Regions from separate parts of the Mus musculus genome. Here region 1 is linked to region 2. Evidence: chromatin contacts called from public HiChIP or PLAC-seq data. All regions are on one chromosome and are shown on one strand. The core of a region is the stretch at or near the end of the contact, and the rest is flanking DNA. Distances in the headings are between cores, read along the strand shown.

The links. HiChIP or PLAC-seq counts read pairs in DNA pulled down with a chosen protein or histone mark.
Region 1: a contact with region 2 is called in a BATF HiChIP or PLAC-seq map of CD8 T cells, with 10 read pairs. The contact joins two enhancer-like sites. A contact is called at or near these places in 15 of 39 promoter capture datasets (the 3T3-L1 cell line, the C10 cell line, HPC-7-derived erythroid cells and 10 more), 1 of 15 datasets of contacts at CTCF or cohesin (CD8 T cells), 10 of 484 Hi-C or Micro-C datasets (3T3-L1-derived adipocytes, B cells, CD8 T cells and 7 more), 2 of 115 datasets of contacts at active chromatin or transcription factors (CD8 T cells and heart atrium) and 1 of 9 other capture datasets (embryonic stem cells).

The regions. Positions count from the first base shown.
Region 1 is chr4:11,681,045-11,686,233 of GRCm38.p6, forward strand. No RefSeq gene overlaps it. Among named protein-coding and RNA genes, the nearest start is that of Gm35884, 7.5 kb to the left of the region's middle. Within about 2 kb of position 1,682, at least 33 of the 459 cell types and tissues checked have an H3K27ac peak or open chromatin away from gene starts, as enhancers often do. A contact at or near this core is called in CD8 T cells and effector CD8 T cells, where this site is marked.
Region 2 is chr4:11,897,141-11,902,999 of GRCm38.p6, forward strand. No RefSeq gene overlaps it. Among named protein-coding and RNA genes, the nearest start is that of Pdp1, 66 kb to the right of the region's middle. Within about 2 kb of position 3,046, at least 96 of the 459 cell types and tissues checked have an H3K27ac peak or open chromatin away from gene starts, as enhancers often do. A contact at or near this core is called in CD8 T cells and effector CD8 T cells, where this site is marked.

The DNA of each region.
Region 1 (5,189 bases), core at 432-2,931, 220 kb before region 2:
TTCTATTGTATCTTCTATGACTGTGATTCTCTCTTCCACCTCTTGTATTTTGTTGGTGACGCTTAAGTGTGTAGCTTCTGTTCACTTACCTAGATTTTCCATCTCCAGGATTCCCTCAGTTTGTGTTTTCTTTATTGTTTCTATTTCCATTTTCAGGTCTTGAACAGTTTTATTCATTTTTTTCAAGTGTTTGTTTGTGTTTTCCAGGATTATTTTTTAAGGGATTTGTTCATTTCCTCCGTAAGAGCCTCATTCATCTTCATAAGATTGGGTTTAAGGTCATTTTCAGTTTCAGCTGTGTTGGAATCTCCCGTGCTTGCTGTAGTAGGGTAGCTGGGCTGTGGTGGTGCCCTATTGTCCTGGGCACTGCTGACTGTGTTCTTGCACTGGCTTTTAGTCGTTTGTGTTTGGAGTTGTCATGGGTTTATGTGCTGATTTCTGACTTTGTCTTTGTTGGGTGGATTTTTTTTGGATGTTTTCGCCCTGCTTTCTGTTTTCTCTCTGGTCTTCTGGCCTAAGTGGCCTGTAGTTCTGGCTAACTCTTCTGTTAACTTCAGGCCCAATAGTGTGTCTCCAGTGGGGTTTTGGTGGGCAGTATGACCTCTGGGGTTTTAGATACTTGTGTCGCCTCTGTGGTTCCAGGTCCATGGGGTTCCTGGGGTTTTCAGTACTGGCATTGTCTCAGGTAGAATGGGAGTCTTTTGCAGGGGTTGTTGGCCAGGATATGGAGCTCAGGGGAGGGGTGCCTGCTGGGAACTGCTAGATGAGTTAAAAGGACATACAGTTTTGGAGGCCAGTCATTCCACCTGTATATTTTTTTTCTTTAAAAAATCTACATGTATGTATGTATGTATGTATGTATGTTGTATATGTGTATTGGTGCACATGCTGTGGTTTGCTCCTCGGGCAGAAGGCAGCTCTCAGGAGTCTGTTCTCTTCTTCTCTGCCTCAGTCCCAGGGTTTGGCCTCAGGCCATTAGGCTTGGTATCAAGCACCTTTCCTACTGAGCCATCCCAATAGCCCAAGCAGTATATTTTCAAGTAGCCTGGTTTTGGCTCACTGCATCTTTCTTCTCTGTGATATTCCACTGTCAGGCTTTCAGTCTGTCCTGAGTAGTTTTTACTTTAAGGATTTCTATTTGATTTTTAAGAAAAGTTTCAGTCTCTCTGTTAACTTCTCTGTTGTGATATTAAGTCATATCTCTTCAGTTTTCCTGAAGTTTATTGAATTTTCTGAAAACTAAAGATAGCTATCTTAAGTTTGAAAGTCTCCCATAGAGTTGAAGTTTAGTGTCCTTATTTTGACAGGTAGGATCAAGTTTTCCTAAAAGTGCTTGACACTTGTTAGTGTGCAACATTGTTTCAGTATCAAAGAATTAGTGGGTTTTTGTTGTTGTTGTTTGTTGTTCTTTTATAACTTAACTCTTTTATGCCTGGCTCTCCAGGACTTCAAGCAGGCTCTTTGTTGAATCTGATCCTGTGGTTGTTTCTGTTTCAACATTAGATGGCAGTCTCAGGCCAGTTCTGCTTCAAGTCTGACTTCAGTGTTTCAGCATTAGAGGCTAACTTAAGCTCAGGCATATCCCAAGTCTTCAAAACAGAAGAACCTAGAACTGATCATTTGCTCTCACTAGCCTCGCCTTGGAATCAGCGCATGCCCAGAGAGCTCATCCATAGTCCGTGACCCGTGCTTAGCTGAAGAGTCAGCCTGGCTCTGGGAGACTCACACTGAAGGCACTGGCCATGGTTCCTGTGCCGTGGGTGTGGTCAGTAAGGCTGCAGAACTTCGCCACATCGTGAGCTCCTACTCCATGAAGACCCATATAGTGCTGGCTTTCTTGAGCGGCTTCCCCTTCTGCTGACAGAGATTATTAGAAGGGTGTTTGAAAAAGTTAGCTGCCCCGCTATCACAGGGTTTGTGAGACTCTTTCTGGCACGTTGAAGCCCTGGATGTAATTTCTGCCTTAAGTACTGAGGAAGTATCACCATGCTGGGTTGCTTAGTTAGGGGTTAAGAGGCAACTCTTCCCTTCTGTCTCCCTACCCTTTACCTCTTTGTAAATTATACCACAACCAGGCACTGTAGTCTCTCACCGGACTTCCTTAGCATTTGTGAAGGTAGTTTGGGGTGTTATTCACACTGTTCAAACGGGCTCTTCTCTGGGAGAGGTGATCATTGGAGGCTCTTACTCAACCACCATCTTACCCCTCCCATCATTTCCTGTATTATCTTGCTTTATAATAAGAATGGGCCACCAATAAAAGTGCTTACAATGTTATGAGTCAGGTAAGTTTAATTTATGCATCACACCAACCTGCAGTTGGAAGGAATTGTAGTCATATGTCCAAAATGGAATGACAGAAAGAAAATGTCCTTGTCGTGATAGCCAGCTTCTCCTTTCTCATATGCTCAACAATTGCTTGAAAACATTATATTTTAGGTTGGTACTTCTTCTAAATTCTTTCTCTGTAAAGGGTTTGTTTGTCCTTTTTTTCCCCTTTGTGGACAAAAGAAGCATATAAATTCATATTATATAGAACACCCAGTGGCTTACTCTGACTACTAATGTGAATTTACTTCTGAAAGACCCATTCTCAGAACTCTCTGATTTATTGTTTTAATTCTGACTTGTTACCTCCTGAGCATCGAGGAGACTATCATCCCAGGTTTAAATAAATGAGCTTACTGGGCCACCTCCCTGTTTTCCTCTATCCCTGGAGGATTTTCTCCTGCGTAACCAGTGGCTTTTACAGGAAGTGCGTTCTGAAGTGGCTGAGTGGCTGCAGGGGAGGCTCCTGCTGTTCTCATGCGTGACCTCATGTCATTCTTCTCATGTAGTATTTCACTGAGAGTTGGGCCAGGTACTGAATAGTGTGTTCAAAACAATGTTTCCCCTAACGGGGAGTCAATGCCAGCCCCCATTGCTGCGGATGCAGTGACACCAAGCTAATTCTCACGCTTCCTACCCGACCTCCACTGTCTCAGGACAAACAGACCATAAATTTTACAATGATGCGACCTTGTATGATACAGAAGACGAAATTTTTCTGGACCATTTTTTTTTTTTTTTGAGCTCTTGGAACCATGCTCCACTATGTTCATAGCCGTCTTATTTATAATAGTAAGAAGCTGGAAAGAACCTTGTATTTCCTTCTCTTTTGGAAATTGATTTTATTATTTACCAACAGTTTTTAACCCCTCCGTGATGGTTTGTGTACGCTTAGCTAAGAGAGTTACACTCTTAGAAGGTGTGACCCTGTGGGGTAGGTGTGTCACTGTGGGTGTGGGTTTAACACCCTCCTCCTGGCTTCCTGGAAGTCAGTCTTCTATTAGCAGCCTTCAGATGAAGATGTAGAACTCTCAGCTCCTCCTGCACCATGCCTGCCTAGATGCTGTCCTGCTCTCACCTTGATGATACTGGACTCAAATCTCTGAACCTGTAATCTGGCCCCAACTAAATATTGTTTTTGTAAGAGTTGCCTTGGACAGATTGGGAGAAGGTCTTTACCAATTCTAAATCTGATAGGGAGCTAATATCGAATATATATAAAGAACTCAAGAAGTTGGACTCCAGAAACCAAATAACCCTATTTAAAAATGGGGTACAGAGCTAAACAAAGAATTCTCAATTGAGGAATATCGAATGGCTGAGGCACACACATCTAAAAAATGTTCAACATCCTTAATCATCAGGGAAATGCAAATCAAAACAACCCTGAGATTCTACCTCACACCAGTCAGAATGGCTAAGGTAAAAAACTCAGATGACAGCAGTTGTTGTCGAGGATGTGGAGAAAGAGGAACACTCCTCCATTGTTGGTGGGATTGCAAGCTGGTACAACCACTCTGGAAATCAGTTTGGCGGTTCCTCAGAAAATAGGACATAGTACTACTGGATGATCCAAGAATATCCTCTCGTGAGCATATACCCAGAAGATGTTCCAACTGGTAATAAGGACACATGCTCCACTATGTTCATAGCATCCTTATTTATAATAGCCAGAAGCTGGAAAAAACCCAGATGTCCCTCAACAGAGGAATGGATACAGAAGATGTGATATATTTACACTGTGGATTACTACTCAGCAATAAAAAAACAATGAATTTATAAAATTCTTAGACAAATGGATGGATCTGGAGGATATCATCCTGAGTAAGGTAACTCAATAACAAAAGAACACACATGATATGCACTCACTGATAAGTGGATATTAGCCCAGAAGCTCAGAATACCCAAGATACAATTTGCAAAACACATGAAACTCAAGAAGGAAGACCAAAGTGTGGATACTTCGATCCTTCTTAGAAGGGGGAACAAAATACCCATGGAAGGAATTACAGAGACAAAGTTCGGAGCAGAGACTGAAGGAATGACCATCCAGAAACTGCCCCACCTGGAGATCCATCCCATAAAAAAACCCACCAAACCCAGACATTATTGCAGATGCCAACAAGAGCTTGCTGACAGGAGACTGATATAGCTGTCTTCTGAGGGGCTCTGCCAGTGCCTGACTAATACAGAAGTGGATGCTCACAGTCATCCATTGGATGCAGCACAGGGTCCCCAATGAAGAAGCTACAGAAAGTATCCAAGTTGCTGAAGGGGTTTGCAGTCCCCTAGGAGGAACAACAATATGAACTAGCCAGTACCCCCCAGAGCTCCCTGGGACTAAACCACCAATCAAAGAAAACAGTGGGAGGGACTTGTGGCTCTAGCTGCATATGTAGCAGAGGATGGCCTAGTCAGTAGGTCATCAATGGGAGGAAAGGCCCTAGGTCCTGTGAAGGTTCTATGCTCCAGTATAGGGAATGCTGAGGCCAGGAAGCTGGAGTAGGTGGGTTGGGGAGCAGGGGGAGGGAGGAGAGGATAGGGAATTTTCGGAGGGGAAACTAGGAAAGGGGATAACATTTGAAATGTAAATAAAGAAAATATCTAATTAAAAAAAAGAGTTGTCTTGGTCATGGTGTCTGCTTATAGCAGTAAAACCCTAACTAAGGCACCCTCTTAAAAAACTATTTATTTATTGTTTGGGTGTTAGTGTGAGTGTGCCTGCCTGTGCCATGGAGGTCCAAGGATAATTTGTGGGAGTTCTCTCCTTTCATCATGTGGACTCTGGTAGTCTAGCTTCTTCTCTCCCTCTCTCCTATCCCAGAATCCATATGAAGGAATACTCCCTGGGTAAGTCCTCA
Region 2 (5,859 bases), core at 1,796-4,295:
CATCTGTCTTAGTTAGGGTTTTACTACTGTGAACAGACACCATGACCAAGGCAAGTCTTATAAAGGACAACATACATTTGGGGCTGACTTACAGGTTCAGGAGTTCAGTCCATTATCATCAAGGTGGGAGCATGGCAGCATCTAGGCAGGCATGGTGCAGGCAGACATGAGAGTTCTACATTTTCATCTGAAGGATCCTAGTTGAAGACTGACTTCCAGGCAGATAGGATGAGGGTCTTAAGCCCACACCCACAGTGACACACCTACTCCAACAAGGCCATACCTCCCAATAGTGCCATTCCCTGGCCCAAGTATACACAAACCATCTCAACATTCACTCCAGTTTCCTGGGTACTCCTTAGATCAGCAGTTCTTAGCCTGTAGGTCCTGATCCCTTTGTGGGTCAAACAACCCTTTCACAGGGGTTGCCTAATACCATCAGAAACTACAAATATTTACATTATGATAATAGTGTGGAAACAGTAGCAAAATTACAGTTATGAAGTAGCTACAACAGTAATTTAATGGCTGGGGAAACCACAGCATGAAGAACTGTATTAAAGGGTCACAACTTTAGGAAGGTTGAGAACCACTGCCTCAGATGGTTAAATGTTTTCTCTATCATTTTTCTCTGGTTTGATTCTCTTCCAAGAGGAGCGTAGGCCCAGGGATGGCTGAGAGGAATATGTAGCGACTATAACTTAAATAGTAAAAAGACTCAAGAAATGTGAATGATTTAAGAAATTAGACTGGAGCAAAGAAGTGGAACGTGATTTAGGCTTAGAAAGAGACTGTGGTGACTGTCCTAGTCAGGGTGACTGTTGCTGTGGTTAAACACCATGACCAAAAGCAAGTTGGAGACAAAAGGGATTTTTTTTTGGTTTACACTTCTACAATGTAGTCTAGTCAAAGGAAATCAGGACAGAAACTCATACAGGGCAGGAACTTGGAGGCAGGAGCTGTGGCAGAAGTCATGGAAGGTTGCTGCTCACTGGCTTACTTTGAAGTGCTTGCTCTGCCTGCTCTCTTACAGAACCCAGGACCACCAGCCCAGCACTGGCCCCACCCACAATGGTCTGGGCACCTCCCACATTGTACTAGTCAGGTTTCTCTAGAGTGATAGAATTTATAGAATGGATATCTGTCTATCTGTCTATCTATCTATCTATCTATCTATCTATCTATCTATCCACACACACACACACACAGGACAACTTACACGTTGCATTGTTGGATTAGTTCAGCTAATGCCACAATGGCTGGCTGAGAATGGAAAGTACAAGGATCCAGTAGTTGCTCAGTTCACAAGGCTGGATGTTGTCTCAGCTGGTTTTCTGTATGTGCTGAAACCCAGAGAAATAGGCTCTAATGCCACTGAAGGAATGGACTTGATAGCAAGGCGAGAGCAAGCAGGCAAAGAACAAAAACTTCCCTTTTCCATGTCCTTATTTAGGCTTCCTGTAGAAGGCATGTGTACATTAGATCAGGATTAAATATCTGGATTAAAGATATGTCTTCCTGCCTCAAAATCTGGATTAAAGGTATTTCTTTCTACCGCAAAGACCCAGATATCTCCCTACTTCAAATTAAGCAAAACTTCCTCACTCCTATTCCCTCTATTTTTGCCTTTTAGTTCCAAACGTAGTCAAGTCGACAACCAAAAATAGTCATCACAGGCATCAGTCACTAATTAAGAAACTGCCCTACAGGCTTTGCCTTAAGCCATATCTATGGAAACTGCCCTACAGGCTTGCCTTAAGACACATCTATGGAAGCTTTCCTCACCTGAGGTTCCCTTCTCTCAGAAGACTCTATCTGTGTCAAGGTGACATAAAACTAACCAACACAATTGACTCTTGGTTGGCTCCACACACAAATACATCACTCTTTCCAGTTCATTCCCAAGATCACACATTAATATTATCATCCCACTATAAAAATCCCAAATCTTAAAATTCTTTAACAATTTAAACACTGAAAAAAAAATCAGCCTCTTTAAAATATTATCTCTTTTAAAATGTAACGTCTCTTAAAAATTCAAAAAAAAAATCTCTTTAAAAGTTCAAAATCTTTCAACTGTGAGATTCTATAAGATCAAAAATAAATGAAGCATTTTACTTCTCTCTGAAAGTTCACAAGCCAGACCTCCATCATCTGTACTGCTCTAAACATTCTTATCTTCAAGCTTCCATAGAATAGCCCACTGAGCCATCAACGCTCAATGACTTTCTAGGCCAAACTTCTGAAGTCCTTCTACAATCCTCTCAATAAAAACAGGATCAGGTCTGTCCCAGCAATACCCCATTATCCTGGTAACTATTGCTGTGATTAAACACAATGACTTAAAGAAAGCTGGGGAGAAGATGGTTTATTTAGCTTATATTTCCTTGTGGTAGCCCATCATCAAAGGAAGTCAGAACAGGAACTCAAACAGGGCAGGATCCTGGAGGCAGGAACTGATGCAGAGGCCATGGAGGGCTGCTGCTTACTAGCTTGTTCATCATGCTTGCTCAGCCTACTTTCTTACAGAACCCGGGACCACCAGCCAAGGGTGGCCCTACTTAAATCCATCACTAAGAAATTATCTTATAGGCTTGCCTATAGCCTAAACTTACGGAAGGATTTCCTCAACTGAAGTTCTTTTCTCTCAAATGATTTTAGCCTGCATCAAGCTGTCATAATATTAGCCAAGCAAGGCCTTGCATATTCATCATATTAACAGGCCCTGCCTAACTATAGGAATTAGTATGTGGTTTTGTAAGCTTTTGTTACAAATAGTTATTAGGCAAACTAGTCATCTAGATAATTTAAAAACTCCTCTGGTACTAAATATGAGGAGTGCTAGATAAACTAAGACAGGTATTTATACAGTTATTCTTTTTAATGACATACTTTTTTTTTAGACAAAGAGATGAGCTCAGAAAACCCACAGGCGGTAACAATAACGGGAGAAATAAAAACCAGTGAGACTGAAATGAGCTGGAGATGCCACAGGAAGGGGCGTGCCTGCAGAGCCCCGCCTGCAGAGCCCCGCCTGCAGAGCCCTGCCTGCCTGGAAACAGCAGATAAGTCAGGCCCTGGAGGCAGGAAATCAGAACTGAAACGCAACGTTTCAGGCAGAGGATGCAGTGCAGAATTCAAAACAAATGAACAAAAAACTTCATCTTCAGAGGCACGTTAAAGATATTCCCAACACCCTCTGGTGTATAAATTCTTGACTGTGGCATCCTGCAAATTTTCCGTAGGTGTCAAAGCACAAGATGTGGTGTTTGCGGCTGCCAGCTGAGCAAATGCAACACTTCCCTTGCAGAATGCCATTGCCACCTCCCCAGGTAGGCTCTGCAGGGTTTCTAAGATTACACTCCAACAAAGGCAGATTGATACTGGAAAATAACAAAGCACAGGAGGGAGTCATCAAAGGAAGGAGAATCAACAACAGGCACAGAGGGCATATTCAGAGCTTTAAATGCTATAATTAATAAAGGTGAATTAATTTTTTAAGAAAGGCTTTTAAGTGGGACTTAAGGGGGAGAGTGGGAGAGTTTCTGAAGAATTGATAGGGCTGAGTTTGGGAATGGAATGTAGTAGAACTTTTAGAAATCAAAACTAAGCACAAGCTGAAAGTCTCTAGCCGAAAAAAATACCTGCATACCACATATCTCACAGGCCACTTGTATCCAAAATATATAAAGAGTTTCCTAAATCCAACAGCAAGAAAACAGCCTGGTTAGGAAATAGTAGAAAGATATCAAAGGAACACTTGAGGAGAACCAGTATCTCTGGTTCTTAGAGAAATACAGCTCAAACCCATGTGAGAAACAATCAGATGCCTGAGAGAATGGTTAACATGCAAAATAAAATCCTCTGACAACGCTAAATGCTGACAAGGATGCAGAGACACTAGATCTCTAGGATAATGCAGGTGACAGTGTAAAATGGTACAGCCATCCTATAAATCAGCTGTGGGTCTAGAAAATTAAAAGACACAATGACGATCACCTTTTCCATACAGAAATGTCGCCTCGCTGTTTGTGCGGCTCTGTGCAACCTCACAAATCCCAGACATATCACAGCTGTCCATCAATGGGAGGACAAAACAACCTCTAGTTATACAAGCAACACTACTTAGAGATGAAATCAGGTAAGCTGAGATGCACGTGGCTCAGACTGAGCTTTAAATCACAGTGCTAAGGGAAAGGATCAGTCTCCGAGGGCCACAGGTGCTGTGCATTGTTGTTTTGTTTTGTTTTGTTTTTAATGTTCATCTCTCAAAGCTGCAGCCAGTTAGAGAAAGATGGGAGATAAGTAGTTACTAGGAGAGAAGAGAAGGGAGGGCAATTACAGCTGCATGAAGAGGCAGTGAGGGGCAGCATGGAGGAGTTCTTTTGTAGTGGTGGGCCAACTCTGTATGATACTTATGGTGGTCGTTATATGAACCTATAGTTTTAATATATGCCATCACAACTATATACAAAGAGACTGATGATATGAATGTATTCAAACCCTTTGAAATCTGTACCATATCAGCACGGTACCAATCAATATCTTTATCCAACACTGCATTATTATAGGGTCACTATAGGGTCACATTGGGGAAGCTGGAATATGAATATGTGGAAACTTTCTCTACTTTACTATGGTTCTATAATACTTGAAAACAAATGCTACTTCAGAATTTAAACATACACATATATGGTTTTGTATCGATGAAATTCAATGGATAGTTTGAAAGCCAATAAACCAGAGAAGAGAGAGGCTGGCAAGAGGGCTTAGTGGACAAACGCACTTGTTACATAAACCCAGTAACCTGATTTGGTGCCCAGTGTTCCTCTGACCTCCACACACGTGCTGTGGCACACACAGGCAGCGAACCCACATACAATAATAATAACTTTAGAAGATGAAAACAGAATTCATGAACTGAGAGATTAGTGAAAAAAGTATCTAAATTTAAATAAAATTTAAATTTAAGTTATATCAGGAAAATAAATAAATGTGAATATAAGCATTAGAGGAAGAGAGGAGAAATTGAGAAGGCCAATGTCAATCTAATGTGCTGTGTGTAACAGCAATATCATTGCTGTTGCAGAGATCCCAGGTTGGCCTCAAACTCGTTACATAGCTGGGGGTGACCTTGAACTTCTGGTCATTCTGTCTCTACTTCCCAGACGCTTGGGTTATAGGTGTGTGCTACCACACTCTGTTCATGTAGTGCTGGAGATTGAGCCCAAGGCTTTGTGCTTGTCAGGGAAGCACTATACTAACATATTCAGTCTCCGTGATGAAGCTTTATAAAAGAATAATTAGAAAAAATAAAGGAAAGGGAGTATTTCAACAATGGCTGAGAAACTTATTTGTTGGAAGATGTAACCCTAAAAATTTAAGAAGCACAGCTGTTTGTAAACAGAACAAATAATAAACCAACTTGTAGACATGGTGACTAAAGAGTACCAAAGAAAAAGAGAGCTGAAAAGTAACGTGAGTTTTGCCCATTGCTAATCCTAACTTTCGTTTCAGTGAAGAATTCATCCATGGCTGTTCTCTTGTGTTTACCGGAGCTCCCTGAGAGTGCACTGAAACCTAGACCATCCAGTGCTGATTACGTGGAGAAAATTACAGTACCCCCTGCATTGTAAAACCAGTGTAGTGTGGGCAATGGGAGTCATAATCACAGAGTAGCCGAGGCAGGCACAGGGTTCCAGTGAGGCAGAAACTGGAGAGGCACATTCCCGGGCTGTAGAGTTTCACTCAGCTTGCTTCCATTGCTATAAACAATGAGTAAATCCAGCTCCCTGATTCCATAAACCCGGCCCTGGAACCAGTTCACTTAATCCCTGGAGTGTGGAAGGGCATAGGCTC